Linked DNA regions of Mus musculus: region 1 is linked to region 2. A link is a contact called in public HiChIP or PLAC-seq data. All regions are on one chromosome and are shown on one strand. The core of a region is the stretch at or near the end of the contact, and the rest is flanking DNA. Distances in the headings are between cores, read along the strand shown. Region 1 has its middle 69 kb from the start of Gm14062. Region 2 overlaps Jag1 (jagged 1).

What was found. HiChIP or PLAC-seq counts read pairs in DNA pulled down with a chosen protein or histone mark.
Region 1: a contact with region 2 is called in an H3K4me3 HiChIP or PLAC-seq map of embryonic basal ganglia, with 5 times the contacts expected there. The contact joins two enhancer-like sites. A contact is called at or near these places in 12 of 39 promoter capture datasets (the 3T3-L1 cell line, the C10 cell line, HPC-7-derived erythroid cells and 8 more), 1 of 15 datasets of contacts at CTCF or cohesin (the NIH/3T3 cell line), 4 of 484 Hi-C or Micro-C datasets (the AML12 cell line, embryonic stem cells, epidermal suprabasal cells and 1 more), 14 of 115 datasets of contacts at active chromatin or transcription factors (the NIH/3T3 cell line, astrocytes, craniofacial prominence and 10 more) and 1 of 9 other capture datasets (embryonic stem cells).

Annotation. Positions count from the first base shown.
Region 1 is chr2:137,806,225-137,810,031 of GRCm38.p6, reverse strand. No RefSeq gene overlaps it. Among named protein-coding and RNA genes, the nearest start is that of Gm14062, 69 kb to the left of the region's middle. Within about 2 kb of position 1,536, at least 46 of the 459 cell types and tissues checked have an H3K27ac peak or open chromatin away from gene starts, as enhancers often do. A contact at or near this core is called in embryonic basal ganglia, where this site is marked.
Region 2 is chr2:137,099,917-137,103,795 of GRCm38.p6, reverse strand. It overlaps Jag1 (jagged 1), which reads left to right. Exons shown (of 26, transcript NM_013822.5): 4 at 1,961-2,215; 5 at 3,680-3,740. Among named protein-coding and RNA genes, the nearest start is that of Jag1, 15 kb to the left of the region's middle. Within about 2 kb of position 2,530, at least 27 of the 459 cell types and tissues checked have an H3K27ac peak or open chromatin away from gene starts, as enhancers often do. A contact at or near this core is called in embryonic basal ganglia, where this site is marked.

The DNA of each region.
Region 1 (3,807 bases), core at 287-2,786, 710 kb before region 2:
CAGTTGATTCATACAATAAAATCATAATTGTAGGAGCTGTAAATTCATGTAGCAACTTTGGGAATTCATTTCATGTTTTGGCAATTAGTTTATTATTCAATAAATAAAAGGATTAGGACCATTGGACTTCTCTATTTTTATGTATATATGAGACCTTTTGTGGTACAGGTCCTCAGGCGGCAGGTGGCATTCCTAACCAAGTCTCCTGCAGTACCTTGAGGTCAATGCTTAAGGTCTGTAGACTGTTCTTTGAGATGAATGAATGAATGAGTGAATGAATGAATGAAAATAAAAATGGCATTAGCAGAGAGTCACGAAATTTTGGTTTGAAAAGGAACCTTAGAAATTCTATATGCAAATACTACCACTCAAGTATGACCTACCTCTTGACTCTTCAAGGATTGGAGAAAGCTCCCATTCATATTTTTAAAGAGACATGGGCACTCACAGGTCCGTATGAATTTAATAATCCTTTAAGTTGTTCTATAAAACCATAAATAAGTCTTCAGAAAACTTCTAGCTTTGTATGGAAAGCCTTGATCATTACCTAGTGGGCTGCGATGAAGTAAAGGGGTTTTTCATCTCATATGTTTTACTCAATGAAGATAGATCCATCTTCATGTTTGTGGAAACTGCCTACTGCTATTATCATCATGGTTAATTCTAGACATCAAAATATAGCTATTTCTAAGAAGTAATATTACTATATGAGGCTGAAAAAAAAGCAAAAAAACCAAATCACACTGAGTAGGAAGATTCTATTTTTTTCTCTGTGTGCGGTGTCCTGTGTGTGTGTGTGTGTGTGTGTGTGTGTGTGTGTGTGTGTATGCACATGCATGTGTGTATGTATGCACACATGTGTATGTGTATGGGGTCTGGTAAAAAATATATTGTATGCAGATACATACAATATATGCCATAATATAGTGTGCCTATTGTATATAATGTTCTGTAACACAATGCTCCATTGCCTATTCCCGTTTTCCCCCACAGTGCTTTTCAGTCTGAGACTCATAGATTAGTCTTGAATTTAAGATTTGCTGCTTCTCATGAGCCAAACTCGGAGTGCTTCAGTGAGCAGAGCCATGCAGAAGTATGTTTGTTACAATCAGAACCATTCAATTCCTCCTAAATGGGTGGGCCTGTTTTTTTGCATTTGCAACTTGGATTTTAAGGCTGGGAATACCGGAGCTGAGGAAGCTGAAGTACAAAGGAAGGGAATAAAAGGGCCAAGGACTAAAACCAACAGGGGCAGGCAATTGCAAGGTATATTAATGCATCCTGTGCAGAAATAGGGATTTATTACACTTGCAAGGGGTTTGTGTGTGTGTGTGTGTGTGTGTGTGTGTGTGTGTGTGTGTGTGCGCGCGCGCGCGCGTGCGAGTGCTTGTGCTCGTGCATGCACCCGCTGTATGAAAGGTAGAAAAGAGCTGACATTTGTTAGTCTCAATTGAGTAAGTGCAGTTGTAAAGAATAAAGGGAGCTTTTAGAAAGTGGGCAGCTGTGGCAGAGCCTGAAGCCATGGTACTTGATACTGCAATATACTCTCTCAGTGATGCTGGGCAGCTTTTGAGAGCAGCAAGCAAGCCATTCAGGGATGAGAACAATAGCAAATGTCAAGATTGAAAGAAAGAATCCACCCTTTAAAAGACTGTTGAATGACAAGTAGGCCAGATCAAAGAGAGAAACTTATCAAGTATTTATAATTATAATGCTAATGGAGATCAATAATCATAAAAGAAAACTCTAATAAAAATACAGAAAAGGACAAAACTACCCAATGACTCAAACACTCACCATTTCCCCCATTCTGCTTTTTTTGTGTGTGTGTGTATTTATTTCATTGCTCAATCATTGAAAAGGACATTTCTGGAACAAGCTTCAGTGTCTTTGCTTTGGAAATTATACAGTGGAAACCATGCTAGAGAAGCACAAAATAGGACTCACGAACAGTGTGCTGTAAGGCAAGCCACAGAACCTGTATCTTAGCAGGAGATTTTGTGATCAATGGGAAGTATTTAAGGAGGGGCAAAATTCTGAGGACACATCCATCACCTACTGCTACAGTCCTTCCACCATTCTTGTATCAGTTCTGTGCCCTACACATACACGGATATGCAAAGCTTCCTTCTAGCAGCTTGAGAGGTAAGACTTGAAGGGAAAACCCTGCTTTTGAAAACTTGCTTGGGCTTGCTGAACACCATGGTGGTTTAGAAGCCCAGGAAGAAATTTCGAAATCCGTCATTGCAAAATCACTTTTGCAATAAGTAATGAATAAAAACTGAAGGAAAATCTCTTTCCTCCCCAAAGTGAAACTGTACAACTTAACTTGTCTAAACAGCTCCTCATAACAGAAGTTTAAAGGCTCCATAAACCAAAGTGCTTCCCACGGCCAAGGCCAGAACCTCCAGCCATCACTGATTGATTGGTTCATTCAGTCAGATCTGTTATGATAGAGTTCATGGAAAGCACAGCCCTGGACATCACTGAAAAAGCAAGAATGTATGACAGCTTCCCCATGACCCTCAGGGGTCAGCAGAGATGTCTCCCATCACAAAACCATTATGTCACCTTGATAGAGCCCAACATACTGTTTATAAAACTTGGGGTCTTTTTCTACCCATTACATTACTGCAAAGAGGTAATCTAACTGTTGCCTCTAGCATCCTCAGCAGTGCTACTTCATGCCTGGTGGTAGGTCAGAAAACTTAGAGAAGCAAAATGAAGATCATATATCCAGCAACCCATCTTGAAAGTGACAATGTCATACACGGAGAAAGATATAAAGAATAAGTGTGAGATCCTTAAAGAAAGTCAGGTATTAAGGGCACTGACTGCCTATATAAACTTCATAAAACTAAAGGTCTTATGGATAGCAAGGGAAACAATCAAGTGAAGAAGAAATGCAAAGAGTGGGAACAATATTTGCCAGCTATATATCTGGTAGCAGATTAATATTTAGAACATATAAAAAACAAGAACAATAATAACCAAGTAATTAAGAAAACAAATGATGCAATTAAAAATGGACTATTAATCGGAACAGATATTTCTTGTAGGGAGTGGGTATCATCTGATAGGAAAAGGAATATGGTCAAAATATATTATATGCTGTGGTCTTTAATCCCAGCACTCAAGAGGCAGTGCCAGGTGGATTTTTGTGAGTTGGAGGCTAGCATGGTATACAAAGTGAGTTCTAGGATAGCCAATGCTGTTACACAGGGAAAACCCTGTTTAAAAACAAACAAACAAACAAACAAACAAACAAAAACAAGCAAAAAATGAAGGCAGTAAAAAGTTTAAAATATTCAAAAATGTTTAACGTTCTCAGTAATTATGGAGATGCGAATTAAAAGGACTTCGAGATTTTTGTCTTGCCCTACTCAGCATGGCTAATGTGGAATAAAAAAGCCATAACTGACAACAAATGCTGATGAGGCCATGGTGAAAGGGAGAGCATCTCTCACTGTTCAGTTGGATGGAAACAAGTTCAGCCACTATAGAAAATCAGTATGAAGAGTTACCAGAAAGCCAAAGTGGATCTGCCATATGACCTTGCTATGTTAGTATACACTCAAAACACGCAGCAACCTCCTCCACCACCACTACCTCAGCCAAGTTCTTTGCTTCTCTATTCACAACTAGGAAATGGAATGACCTAAATATACTCAATAGATTACTATTCAGCTGTATAAAACAGAGTCATGAAATATGTAGGTAACTGCATACAGCTGAAGAATATTAGACTGTGTAAGGTAACTCAAACCCAGAAAGAAAGAAAAAAAAAACTGCATGTTTACTCTTAAT
Region 2 (3,879 bases), core at 1,281-3,780:
TGGTTGTAAAGTTATTTCCATAGCTTTGTTAGCCACCTACCCTTCTGTGGATTCTGAAGTTACCTTCACAGAATTTCCTGAAAGTTAGGTAGAAAGTGCACCAAACTATACAGAGTCCTTTGTTAAGGCACATGGCTACTGTGTTTAATAATTCCTTCATTAAGCTCTTAGAGCAACACCGGAATAGCCCACTACATTTCTCAACGGAACCAGCAAAGCAAACAGGCAGTTAGTGGAGAGGCATTTTTGCCATTCTCTAGTCTGTGTGTATTTGCAAAAACTTGAGTACAGTGTGACATGCATGCACGTGGTTCTACATGTTACTGAATGTAAGCTACAGATACGTGGGCTTTCAAGGATTGCCCTACCCACACCATGGTCCAGACTGGCTGGGGCTGTGTTGGTTGTGCATAGAGCCACCCAGGAGTTGTTCTCCTGGTCACCTGTAGGGCTTGTCTAGCTTTGTCAAAGAGCACAGGCTCAAGGCCTAGAAAAACAGTGGTGTGGGTGTACAGGAATCACAAAGACATTGAAAGTAGGTCCTAAGTTGCCTCTCCAAGGTGGCCTTGAATTTGACAAGGTGATGACTAGCAGGTTTAAGAAAACAAACACAGCACCAGGTTGAGTGCTGACTTAGAGCCTTGTCTGTTCACATCCTCCTGTACTTCTTGCTTCTGGGCTTTAAAGCTATTTTAGTACCTGTCTCTTAGACTAGCTTGTAGGTGACCTCAGGAGAGGGGCCAGTCATACTGCTTCTGGGAACTGTTGGGCTCTAGACATTTGCTTTGCCTCTCAGGCATCTTTAAGGTACCTGACTTAAAACAGACACAAACAAACCGAATGCCTTGACCTACCTGTCTGCAGGCTGAGATGAATTTAGTCATATGATGAGAAGAGTGAACTGAATTATGTTTTTGCTGTTGCTGATGGAATGCCAGCTTAAAAGAGTTTATTAGTGGTTTGTTTTTCACATATTACAATTCACCCCTTGGCCCTCAGTGAGGAATTTTGAAATGGAACTTTTTCTAAGCAAGACTTGCAAGTAAAATGTAAAAAAGAAAAAACCAAAACAAAACAAAACACTAACCTTGTCTGGAATAGTAAAATTTCTTTCAGAGCAAAATCTCCTAAGGCGCAGCTTTCTATAACATTTAGGAGTTTTTGAACATTTGCTATGGACAGCAATATGTTAGAAAAGTTGGCAAAGGATACGGATCACAGGAACAAATAAAAATACTGTCACTAAAGGTCAGTTAAAACAGGAGATACTATTGTATCTGTTGGACCTGTTGTGCAGAGATGAGAAACTGAGCTGTGATACTGTTGCTGAGGTAGCACCTTATGCTGAGGGTCTGCAGGTTTTGCTGGCAGGTATCTGTGCATCACCTGGGGATGGAATGTGTTGTTTGTGTCCACTGAATCTGTTAGGGTATTTCTTGCTGCTGGCCAACATGCATTCAACATGCTTATTGTAGCTTTGAATAACAAGAGGCTAACTTAAAAAAAAAATATATATATATATATATATTTTAAAGACTTTCTTTTTTATGTATGTGAGTACACTGTTGGTGTCTTCAGACACACCAGAAGAGGGCATCTGATCCCATTACAGATGGTTGTAAGCTACCATGTGGTCGCTAGGAATTGAACTCAGGACAGTGCTCTTAACCACTGAGCCATCTATCTCTCCATCCCTGCAAGAGACTAACTCTAATGTCTTGAATGCCTACAGATCAAGGAAGAGGTGCATTTATTCAATGTTGTTTCCAGGCACCTGACAACTAGTTTGAATGGTAAATTGGCATACAAAAACGAGGGTACAGCTCTTGTTACTATTTTTTTTTAATAACAGTTTGATTTTTGTACTGTGTGTGTTTCTAGTCCGAAAGTAGGCAAAATGGTCAAATCGGAAGATGCTTATGTGACTGTTAATGAGTTTCATCTTCTTCTCCCCCTCTAGAACCTGATAGCATAATTGAAAAGGCTTCTCACTCAGGCATGATAAACCCTAGCCGGCAATGGCAGACACTGAAACAAAACACAGGGATTGCCCACTTCGAGTATCAGATCCGAGTGACCTGTGATGACCACTACTATGGCTTTGGCTGCAATAAGTTCTGTCGTCCCAGAGATGACTTCTTTGGACATTATGCCTGTGACCAGAACGGCAACAAAACTTGCATGGAAGGCTGGATGGGTCCTGATTGCAACAAAGGTATCCAAGCATGCAACTGGATGCATAAAACTGCAAATGATGTTGGCTTATCAGTTTGGGTACCAGGTTCTCACCCTTATAGCAGTCGGGTGGCAGGGTGGGATGCTGCCGCTATCATTATCTTAGACTGAAGCATGTAGATGCTGTATGTAGAAGATTCTGTTAGTGCCCTGTCTGGAGTCCCCGTTACCAGCTGGTGTCCCCATCCCCCAGCTGCTGTGAGTGTTGGCTGCTAAGAGCTCGCAGCTGCTCCTTCTCCAGGGAGTTGTCCTTGGCCAGGCAGGAGCCACTCTCTGCCCCATCCCTGCAGCGAACAGTTACTGAGTGGCTGACACGGGGGGATGGGGATGTTGGGAAGGCCAGCCTCTTTGCTTTAACACTGTGGAGTAAGATTCACACTCTGGAGGTTCCCCTGGGATCACACTGAAGTCAGACCCCAGCTGAGACCACATCCTTGCTCAGCTCCTCCTTAGGCCTCATCTGGCTCCCCATTCCTTCCTCCTATTACCAAATCTCCTCCTCAGACTGCTTCTGAGAAGAGCCTGATGCCAAACAGGACCAGGCCAAGCCAGTGGTGTTTGAACAGACAGTGCTATGGGCAATGACTGTCACTGAGCTCACATGTCACTGCAGCACGTTTCACTGGGCATCTTTGAGGTTGCGGCATTAAAGGAGGCGGGGGAAGTAGGTGGTAACCTTGGGAGTCCCTTACTGTCTTTTGCCCCTTATACTAGAATTAAATAATTCTAATTCCTAGCAATAGAGTTGGAGGTCACAGCACAACAGATGCTATGCCCTCACGGACATATAATATACCTTGGTGGTCTTGGAAAATCATTAGATAAACTCCTTCTTTTAGCTTTAAATTGTGTGGAATGATGCAGGAGAGGATATTTGGTCTCTGAGGAAGTAGTCCTGTCTCCTGGTATCTGGCGACAGTAGTTTGCTTAAACTGGAATTGATGACAGAAGGAATTGCTCAATATTTTAAAATTCAGTAGCAATTACTGAGGTTCTGTGTTCTTTTTTAAGTGTCCACTTGATTTCTTTCTTTCTGTGAGCAAGTATAGAACAGCTTGTAAGCTTACTTGTCTGCAAGATCAGCTTGCCTGGTTTTTTAGCTCCATGGGATTGTTGAAACCAGGCATTTAGTGGGAGGCTCACCTGAAAATACCATGCTAGGACCATGTTGGGGCAGGGAAGGCAAATGAATGAATGAATATCTTCATTTTTCCTCTTGATGAGGGGGGAACTAGGCCCTGACAGGGCTCAAGGAATAAGCATGTTGAGGAACCCCCTAATCATTTGTCCCCAAACAATGTTGTGACTTGAGGTTCTACTAACATGGCCTTGGAGTTTGAACCTGGATTTATTGGGCCCCCAATTCTATGTACTAGACCATTTACATAACTGTGGCCCGAAAGGCATAGACAGCGCTAATGTAACTTTCCGATTTTTTTTCCAGCTATCTGCCGACAGGGCTGCAGTCCCAAGCATGGGTCTTGTAAACTTCCAGGTGACTGCAGGTAAATGACCAACTAATTGAACTCTAGTAATCAATCACTTTCTCCCCTCCCCACCCCACCCCTGCCCTTTCTCTCCCTTTCTCTTTGATGCAAGACAGAAAAACTGACTTCCTTATGAATGTGCCTCGTTATTTTCTTT